Regions from separate parts of the Mus musculus genome. Here region 1 is linked to region 2. The links are chromatin contacts, called in public HiCAR-type maps. All regions are on one chromosome and are shown on one strand. The core of a region is the stretch at or near the end of the contact, and the rest is flanking DNA. Distances in the headings are between cores, read along the strand shown. Region 1 has its middle 34 kb from the start of Ddx1. Region 2 has its middle 89 kb from the start of Gm34637.

Evidence for each region. HiCAR-type assays count read pairs that join an accessible place to other places.
Region 1: a contact with region 2 is called in a HiCAR-type map of embryonic stem cells, with 6 times the contacts expected there. The contact joins two enhancer-like sites. A contact is called at or near these places in 3 of 484 Hi-C or Micro-C datasets (the G1E-ER4 cell line, cranial neural crest and stem cell-derived cardiac mesoderm), 4 of 115 datasets of contacts at active chromatin or transcription factors (embryonic basal ganglia, embryonic brain and embryonic stem cells) and 1 of 9 other capture datasets (embryonic stem cells).

Annotation. Positions count from the first base shown.
Region 1 is chr12:13,213,191-13,217,881 of GRCm38.p6, forward strand. No RefSeq gene overlaps it. Among named protein-coding and RNA genes, the nearest start is that of Ddx1, 34 kb to the right of the region's middle. Within about 2 kb of position 1,586, at least 27 of the 459 cell types and tissues checked have an H3K27ac peak or open chromatin away from gene starts, as enhancers often do.
Region 2 is chr12:12,578,559-12,583,575 of GRCm38.p6, forward strand. No RefSeq gene overlaps it. Among named protein-coding and RNA genes, the nearest start is that of Gm34637, 89 kb to the right of the region's middle. Within about 2 kb of position 2,848, at least 118 of the 459 cell types and tissues checked have an H3K27ac peak or open chromatin away from gene starts, as enhancers often do.

The DNA.
Region 1 (4,691 bases), core at 336-2,835, 630 kb after region 2:
CTCCCGTGTGCTGGGATTAAAGGCGTGCACAACCACGACCCGCTAGCTAATTTATAATGTGTAGGGGAGACAAAGAGATGAGCTGAGGTTTTCCTGGAGGGGCACAGCAGGAAAGCCCACCTTCCAGGGCTTGACAAACTCAACATCCAAGACCCTTGCGCCTCAGGCTCCTTACCTGAAAAAGGATAGCGCTGGCTCTTACATGAGTCAGAATCCAAAATATCTGGCTTCTGGGTGGCATTCCAGAGCAGACTTTTCATTCAAGGGGCTGGGTAGGATGACTCAGGGCCCTGACACTGGGTAAGATCCTGACAGTCAAGGAGGGAAGATCTCCCAGCAGGCAACAGCATAAGAATAAAGGCAGTCCTAGCACCATTACTTTCCAGCCATGTCATCTTTAAACTAGTAACTACCCTCTTGGTGATGCTTGGGAAATATGAAGGTAACCTAGCTTCTGGGTTGTTAGGACTGAACCAGAATGGGTACTTAGAATGATGCCAAGTTCACAGTATAGACCAATAAATGATACTTACTGTTTTTTACATAGGGGTTGGTGGTATGAATGGAGAGGATTTAAGGAGGAAGGTTGGGAAATAAAAGATTTAAGCGTCTTAGTTTGGATTTAATTAATAGAGGCCTATCTCACTTTCTTGGGTGGGTTTGACACAGATGATAAACTATATAACACTGAGTGTAATTTTAACTGTGCACTCAGTGGTAGAAACCAAATGAATTCTGTCACAGATTTAAATGGCCCCAGCAGAGGATGTTCTTGAGTTGGTGACTCAGTTCTGCTTCCATCACCTAAGAAGCTATTCAGTCATAGTAGAAGGTATATAGCTGGAGAGAAGCCATTCACTGATAGCAGAAGGTATATAGCTGGAGAGAAGCTATTCAGTGATAGCAGAAGGTATATAGCTGGAGAGATGGCTCCCACTTAAGAGCATTTGTTGATCTTGCAAAGGACCTGGGTTTGGTTCCAGCACCTATGTTGGCTCAAGTCATGTATAACGCCAGTTCCAGGAGATACAATATCATCTTAAGAGCTCTACAGGTACCAGGCACATAAAATATGCAAACACATCAAAGAAAGTTTAAAAAAAAAGATAGGAAGGAAGAAAGGAAGAAAAATAGAAGTTACTTGCTGAGAAGGGAGATTCTGAAAGACCATCCACGTTTTGAGTGTTCACATAAGTCCCCATGAGCTGCCATATGAAGTGACTAGGCTCATTGTCCAAGCTGTGCAAGCCCACACATCCTGCCCTTGTCCTCACCCATACCCACCCACAGGCAGGCAAGTCCACCAGGGCCATTCCACAAATTTCTAGCATGCTCTCCAGGGGCAATGGTGTAATTCCTGGGATCAGCTGCATAGGAGGCAAGAAAGCCGGTGGGTGTCAGCAATTAGTTAATGTGATACCCACCTCACTTCGTTCAGAGCTGGCCTTTCAGAGACAGGCAAAATCAAAGGAAATGACTGAGAAAAAGCACTCCAAGTTCTGGAGATGTTAATGAGCACAGCAATTAGCGTAAGCACGATCCTGACATGTATGGAAAATCTTTATACGGAGAAGTCTCCAATGGTGGGCCCAAGAGAAGGCGTGGGGTGGGGGGTAGTCCACCATACTGTGACAGGAGGAACCACCCAGGCACTAGCCATGTGGGGCCAATTCGCTAAGGAAAAAAAAAATTCCAATTCACACTTCTTGGCCTTCAAGATCTAGGTAAAAAAAAAAGCCACAGACTCTGACAAATGTAATGGGGAAATAATTCCTTGGAATCTGTGAATTTGCTTAGATGGAAAAGAGGCAAGTCAGGTAATCCTTAAGTGACCCCAAGTGGTAAAAATACACCAACACATGTGTTCAGGCCTTTGTGGGTATTCACAGCGCGACACTAGCACCACCTAGTGTACAGAACTGGGAAGTGAGCCACAAACCCACACACCCTGACTCTGGTTGTCTCCATTAGCACATAGGTTTTATTCTGCAGTGTTTTCTTGGTGCTGGGTTGTGAGCCAGTGGGAAAACGAGTAACAATTTATGGATGGACACACATTACAAGATTTGTTATTACAGTCTACAGTACTAATACCAATATTTTAAGTAAACAGTATGTAATGATACGGATATGATCCAATTTCTCCAAATTGCCTGGCTTTTAATGCCAAACAAAATATCTCAAACTGTAGTCTGAGACTGTAAGCCGGTCCTCGCTCAAGCATGTCTCAGGGTTCTTTAGCAAGCGCTTGTAAGTCTGACTGTGGCTAAGCATGCCATCTCATGAACTTTAAATGGCTTCTACAGGGCTTTCTTGCTAGCCCCCTTTACAACAATTTCCTCACAGTAAAAGATCAGAATCAGTTCCCACCAGTCCAGTACCACTTTGTCTAAACACAGAATTTCCCTTTATGTCCAGTCAGACTTTAAGCAGCTAACATCTGCGAGCAGCCAGGGAATCACAATATGTGGGGAAGGAAAAGCCAAACTCATGATGGCCATCACTACTTCAACACTCAAGTAATAGTCTCTCCTCCTCTAATCAGTTTCTATCCGAGATTCTCTACAAAACCCTGAATGCACACTCATGCACATGTGCATGCATGCATGCATAGGGATGGATCAGGCTCCACTTAAAACAGCTTGCTAGCATCACCTGGGACACCCAAGGCCTACTCCATCCAGAGCAGTCACGGCAGAGTTCCTGGAGGCAAGGTCTAGACAGACCCTGCACTTCATTTAAGGAATCTGGCTCTCATGTCCTTTGGGCCATCTTTAGGGTAAAAATTTGCCATGAGAAAAGCTCTGAGAGCTACTTCTGTGTTTCTCTCAGTGGTCCTGGGTTCTGTCCTTGAACTAACAGACTCTGATGTGAGTAGGTTAAAGAGAAGTCTGTAACTCTTATTGGGTCCTGCAGACCTCCTAGATTGCAAAATCTTTCAGATTTCTCTCAATAGTTTAACTAGAAGTGGAATATCAGAAACAAAGAAACTAAGGCTTTAAAGAATTTTAAATGAATCTAAAACAACTGAACAGAAATTGACAGCAAAATACTCAATCTTTTCCTCCCTTAAAGGAACCAACCCCCTACAGTGCCCTCTCTCCCTATAAATCCCATCCCTCCTCCCCACCCCACCCCCCAGGAACCCCCTTTAGTTCCCTCATCTCTTCCTCCCTTGAAAGACATCCTTCACAATAGCAAACTAGTATCCCTCCCTTTCCTTCCTGGACCATTGCATTTTTGTTCCAATAGTCCCTCCTCCACTCCCACGAAACCAGATCACTTCGGGACTGCTACTAGTCCTTTGGAAAATGACATTATCTAGTCAAACGATAAGATTGCTGTAAGGAAATCTACCCTGGGTTTCCTTGTGCATTTACTCTTTTTTTTAATTTATTTAATGTATCTTATCAAATGACAATGAAGCACATAATTTCTCTAAGTCAAAACAAGGCAAGGAATGTGACGAAATGGTTCTACCCATTTCCAATTGGCCAGGAACCAATTCTTTTCTTTCTTTTTAAATCTGGGGCAGACTGAGTCATTGCCACATAGTTCTACCTTGAAAAGGGAAAAAAAGAAAAAAGAAAAAAAGACCGACTTCAAGCTTAGATCTTAGTTTATATTTAGCTTATAACCCATAATATAGTGGCCGGGTGGGGGTAGGAAGGGTGGGGGTGGTGGCAGTCACAGGGAAGGAGCAGGGTACAGAGTCAAGTGGGAAGTGCCTCCTATCTGCTTCTCACTAGCACTGATCTATACTCTATAAACACACAGCAAGGTTTAAGTACAACAAGTTCTATTTTAATTCATAAAATATATTCCACAAGGCTCTTCCTGGGTTGTTAGTGTGACTGTCAATCAGCACAACCCCTTCAGAAAGTAATCTGGCACTGGCGGTCTGGTCCTGGAAAATATCCAGTGTTCAGTCTTGAATTCAGTGTTCAAGACAACATTCTGAGAAGGTACGCACTGCAGCACTGTACAAGGACAATGGAAATAATGTAAATAACAAGAAATACGGTACGAGTGCCCCTCATCTACTGAACTTTCGCAGAACGCCTGATAGGCTGCTGAATAATGCACATTCTTTTCCTTTTCATGAAGGAACCACAGCTTAGAGAAGCTGTGACCTTGCGCTCTGATATACTGAAGCATGGGCTCATGCAGATTCCACCCAGGCCACAGTGACTGAAGCTCATATGCCTCTAAGTTCCCCTCAGTGCTCATCAGCACTGCGGGAGCGTTATGACATAAATTATCAATGGATTGTTACAAGCTTATTAAGAGTGGAAATACATCCCAATTCCTCAAGCACAAAACCACTCCAGTCACTATGCAGGGGTGACCCTCAGAATCAAAGCCCGAAGCCACACCCATCGAACACTGAAGTGGAGTAAACCATAGCATTTGTTTAGAGAGAAGAATGACCCAGACCTGTGAGCAGCATTTCAGCTCCTGTAGAACTGAAAAAACAAGGGACAATAAGGAAGCTGAGTCAGAAACAGTACCATTTACAAGTTAATATTTAACATGTTCTAGCCTTTGCAGGGCCTCTAGTGCTCTGAGGCAGACGCCAAAGTTCTGTGACCAAGATCTGACCATGCAGCAGCTCAGATAAGACCCAGTTACAGTACCAGACAATTCACAGAGAGTGGGCAGCTATTTCCTAGGGTCAGCCAGGTCCCTTA
Region 2 (5,017 bases), core at 1,598-4,097:
TAGCACACAATGCAGCTCCCATTTGGTTGGTGTCAATTTAATACTGCATTAATTAGACAATTAGAGAGGGGTCAGAGAAGATTCTAGCAGAAGTACCTTGAGTGGGGGTCAGGCTGATTAGAAATGACTCTTTCTCATTTTAGTATAGTTTGTTTGGTTTTGCCTTAACACAGAAATTTTAGTCGATTAAAGTCTTAGAAGCTACAAGTGAATTGGCTTGGTGAGATTAAGGTATTTCCATGCAATTAGAACTGTAATGAAAACATCGACCTGTGGCACGGTCACTACATACCACCTTAAAGAGAAGTAACTCCTGGTATTGTTTGTAACTTTCAAATGAATGAAGAAAATGAAATCAGCAGGCACTGCTTCCACATGACAACAGTGAATTTTCATCAGGATTCTAGATAGCCTGTGTGATGACCAGCTGGCCACAGTGTGTGTTGTGGCTGCGAGATTGGAGGCCAGATCTTTTTTTCTTTGCCTTGACATCCTCACTTGGGACAGGTGAGGATGCAGACTTCCCTGGATCATCCAAAAGATCTGACAGAGTTGGATTACACTGACATGAAATATCCAGATGAAGCCTAAAGAGGTGAAGATGATGGGGGAAGCTTTAAAAAATAGACTCTGGAAAAAAAAAAAAAGAGGGGGTCTTGCCTTTCTGTTGTTATTCACATACTTGGCAACCTGGGGGCTATCATATTTAATAATGATAATTAAACTATTCCATGTGTGCTGGTGCCCGAGTAATATCATGAAGCGTTCACTCTGGAACAGATCTTCAGGCTAATCTATTCTAATTGCCTCATTTTAGAAATGCTCAGAGGACTTAGGGGACGGAGAAGCACAAGCACATGTGGAGGGTACGGGCAGCAGCTTCTCTGGCTCCCTGGCCAGCGTTTCCTCCAACCGGAATGTTACAGCTACTCCTCACACAGGAGCTTTACTGTGTGGGATTCTGCCTGCAGACACCATGGGATGGCCAGAGGTGACTGTCCAGCAGATAAAAGGGTTTACTGGGCAGGCCTGGCGCTTGCTTACTGCTGCCCAGGCCACCATTGCCTGCTTGAACTCTTCCCTTAGGCTGTCAGATCTCAGAGACAAATGTTGCCAAATTCAACTCAGTTCTCAAACTCTGTGTCCTCTACCACATAGCCAAGTTGGGAGCTTTGCTGGTGAAGGCTGATCTTCCCTTTCCATCAATTCTAGTTCACCACCGTGCTTGTGCCTGGAAAATTATTGGTCAGGCACACCCTCTATCCCCATGGAGAAGTCCAGTCATGAACGCAAGGAAGAAACAGTGTCTAAAATGTAAAGAACTACACAAGGTCAGAATGTGTCAGGTAGGAATGATCTACCACCATAATCAAATGAGCAAAGGCCCAGGATGGGCACCGCAGCCCCCTTTGACCATTTTTTAATCCTCATACGAAAAATAACAGATATTATGGTTTGGCTAGGCACGACACTGCATGCCTATAAACCCAGAACTTGAGAGGTTTCTGCAAGTTCAAGGCCAGCCTGAACTATGTGAGCTCCTGTCTTGAAAATAAATAAATAAATAAATAAATAAATAAATAAGTCAAGCAAAGCCAGAACACAGCTGGTACTAGCTCCTGCCAATCACCATTTTACAGAAGGTAGTGATATAAAACCACTGGGTGTGAGGTCTCCCATTCTAGCCTCAAGCAGGGATCAATGAGTATGGTTTGAGTAAAGGAGTAAGTGAAAGAGTTTGCTCAAAATAATCATCAATTCATTTGCATTTGTAAATCAAAGGAAGGAACCTTAGGGCCAGAAATGAGCTAAACAAAGTTGAGTTGCTTCAGATTTTGGCTTCGCAGAGTCCAACTGCAGAAAATCAAATCAAGAAGGGGCTTTTCTCTGGCTGTTTAATAGCTAATTGGTGCTACTCCACACAATGGCCCCTGTAGAGACCTCAAGGAGCCTTATGAGGTAGACTGGTCTCTAGTCTCTGCATCAACCCTGAGAAAGTTAGACACTATCTCTCACGTGAGTCCAAAGGACTCGTGAGCCCAGTGTTCTGGATTGGCGGGGGGGGGGGGGGGAGGGGGTAGGGGGGCGCTTGCCCCTGGGTTTGCATTCCATCCCTGGCAGAAACACTGGGGAACTTGATGCTGGAGAGCCCAGGAAAGTTCTGCTATTCTAATGCCTCAAGGTGTCAGACGCTTAGAAAGGAGATTTCTGCTTTCCTCTCCCACCCACCGTCTCATCACGCCCTGGGGTTTGCCCGGAAGGATGGGGGCACTTCCCCTTTCTAGCCCTTGTTGTGGGTGGAGGGGGACTATACTTCCTGCCACGCCCCCAACATACATACCGGAGTGACCTGTTGATCACAGGTTCTGTGTGAGACTTCTGTCTCTATTGCCTTCTCTGCGGTGTCAAACCAAGAGTGCAAGCCTGCCTTCTCTCCCAGTGGGGAGTCACTCTATGAGGACAAGAAGCAGTGCGTCTATTTTGCACCCTCGGGCTGGGCCCTCTGCCCCCTGGGGTGACTTAATCCAGTCTATTGTTCAGGACTCTAGGGATTATATGTAAATTCTCTCAAATTGCAGCTGCTCACACCACCACCCCCTTTGACTGAAGAGAAGCAAAGGGATGGACGCAGAGACTGTCCCTTTTCTGGGGTCAGAAGTATTAACTTATGGACCTGACTCCGCCACCAGCTCCCTGAAAACAAACAAACAAACAAACAAACAACAACAAAAACCTGAGCAAGTCACTTTCCCTTTCAGGGGTGCTCGCTGTGAAATGAAGAGGCGAGACTAAAGGGTTACACTGGGGGATGCTGGGGTGGGGGGAGAGCCACATTCCTGGGGAGTGACACAATCCCAAACAGGGAGATCAAAGGGGCTCCACGAGAGAGGCCCCAACCAGGAGCTTGCAGGCCTGTGTCTGGGGTGGGTAATTAGCTCCTGCCGCCACCTTCCTCTCCTGTGGGTGAGCTGTGGGCTTCGAGACAAGCCGCCCCCCCCCGCCCCCTCCAGCACCCCAGGGAAGGGAAAGGAGGAAGGTAGGGAGAGAACCCACCAGGAACAGTGACATGTGTGGTGAACTTTATGTTAGACAGATGCAAAATTTAAACATTTTAACAGAAAGCAGTCCACTCCGCGCTTGCTCCGCACCAGTGTGAGAACGCACTGTGTGGATACCTCTTAAAGTATTTGATGAGAGACTAAAAGGCTGACAGGCTAACACTTCACTTCCTTCCAATTAGGGGCCTTTAACATCAAAGGCCCAGGCCCCACTCTGCCCGGCTTACTTGAATGAATTAGGGAAGAGAATGGGTCCAGGGATTGCTGGTTCTCTCCCTCGCGGAGGCTGGAACTCTGGGGGCTTTAATAAGATGTTTGAGGTCAAAAGGGGTCAGGCCTTTGACTGGGAGCACCGGGAAACTGCCAGAGTGTTTCAATATGCGTGGTGTTTGTCATGCAATCAGGCCCGCCAAAAGCTCCCCATGTGGGGCCTGTCTTTGGGGGACCCTTTTGGAGATGGAGCCGCCAGGGGTCCCACCTTAGTGAGTATGCGTTAAGCCAGGACTGCCTGTCAATCAAAGCCCTGGAGCCCAGGTGATACAAGCAAGCATAGGCTGGGCCTTGCTGGTGCTTCCCCCGGTTTGCTAGGGAGGTGTTGAGACTTCGAGGAGAGAAGGGACCCTTGTCCAGTTAGCCGGTTCAGTCACCAGAGAAAGAATGCGACTTCATGAGCCTCAGAATCAGAAGCCAAAACAAGCTTCTTTTGATGTCATCTAAGTTCATGACTGCAGGAGGCTGGAACCATCAAAAGAGCTGAAAAAGCAACCTCTCTATGGTGAGCAGCCACCGTAGGAAAAGGTGGCCTTGTGAGATAGCAGGTGCATTCCTGTGTGACACAGCTACCAAACTGTCCCATTCTATTCAACTTTACAAAAAAAAAAACCTGGCTTCTCAGAGAAGCCAGACAGATCGTGGTGCAAACCAGCCCACCATATTCTCTGCTCCTATAGTCGGCTCTGGGAAGCAGGTGGCTGTGCAACTGTGTTTCTTCTTCAGCGTGGGGTGGGGGGTTCCACTGATGGAGGATGCCAGTGCTCACACAGGGCTTGACAGAGAACTTGCCACATAGTCGGTACTTAGTGGAAAGCTCTGTCTATTGCTTGTTATGACCCATGTTTTACTTCCATTTAAGAGTCCCCACCGACCTTTCTTCATAGAGGGACCTCGAGCCTCTGGTACAAAATATAAAGGTGACTCTGCTATGAAGGTAATGTGATCCAATTCCAAAATGTCCAGGAGGTGTCTACTAAAATAGAGAAGCTCACAGTATGGATAGAAATAATCACAACACAGAGAAGTCAGAAATGGACAGTGGGCGAGTGTGGTTTGTTATGATCACTAGAGATGAGAAGACCACAGAGCTGGAGGACTCTGGGTAAAGTGCTCTGAGTGCCCTGCAGAGGATGTGAACATATAGTCACTCTCTGCCCTGTGGAGAAAGAAAAATAGTGTCTTAAAATCTGCATTGTATTCATGGATACCTGTTGCTATTTCAGAGGCCTTCATAGAACCTGTGTTTTCTAACATTAAATCCAGATCTGGGAAGTGATTCAAGTTCCTGCTAAAAGTACAAAACAGGATAACTGGTACTGAACTTAAGAGAGTAGTTTGTGGAGAGCCGGATGATAAGAAAAAGTTTCCTGAGAAAGTAATAATACACTGATTAAAAAGTGTATTCCACCCTGCTCCCCATTGGCACTTTAGAATCTATCTGCTACTAAACTACCAGCCATCTGCTTCTAAAGACAAGCAGTTCCCTAATAAAAGTCTAGAATTTACCTTCACAAATATTTAAGGGATCCTGTGTTGTATGAGTGTCAATTGATAGAGATAGCTTTGGGTGTATATTAGCATCTGTGCAAAGCATCTGTTTGGCTAGAATATTTTTCAGATGTTCTCTGGGTCCATTTTCATCCATCCTGAATGGCTAGTTACGCAGATAAGAAAGCTGAGTTGGT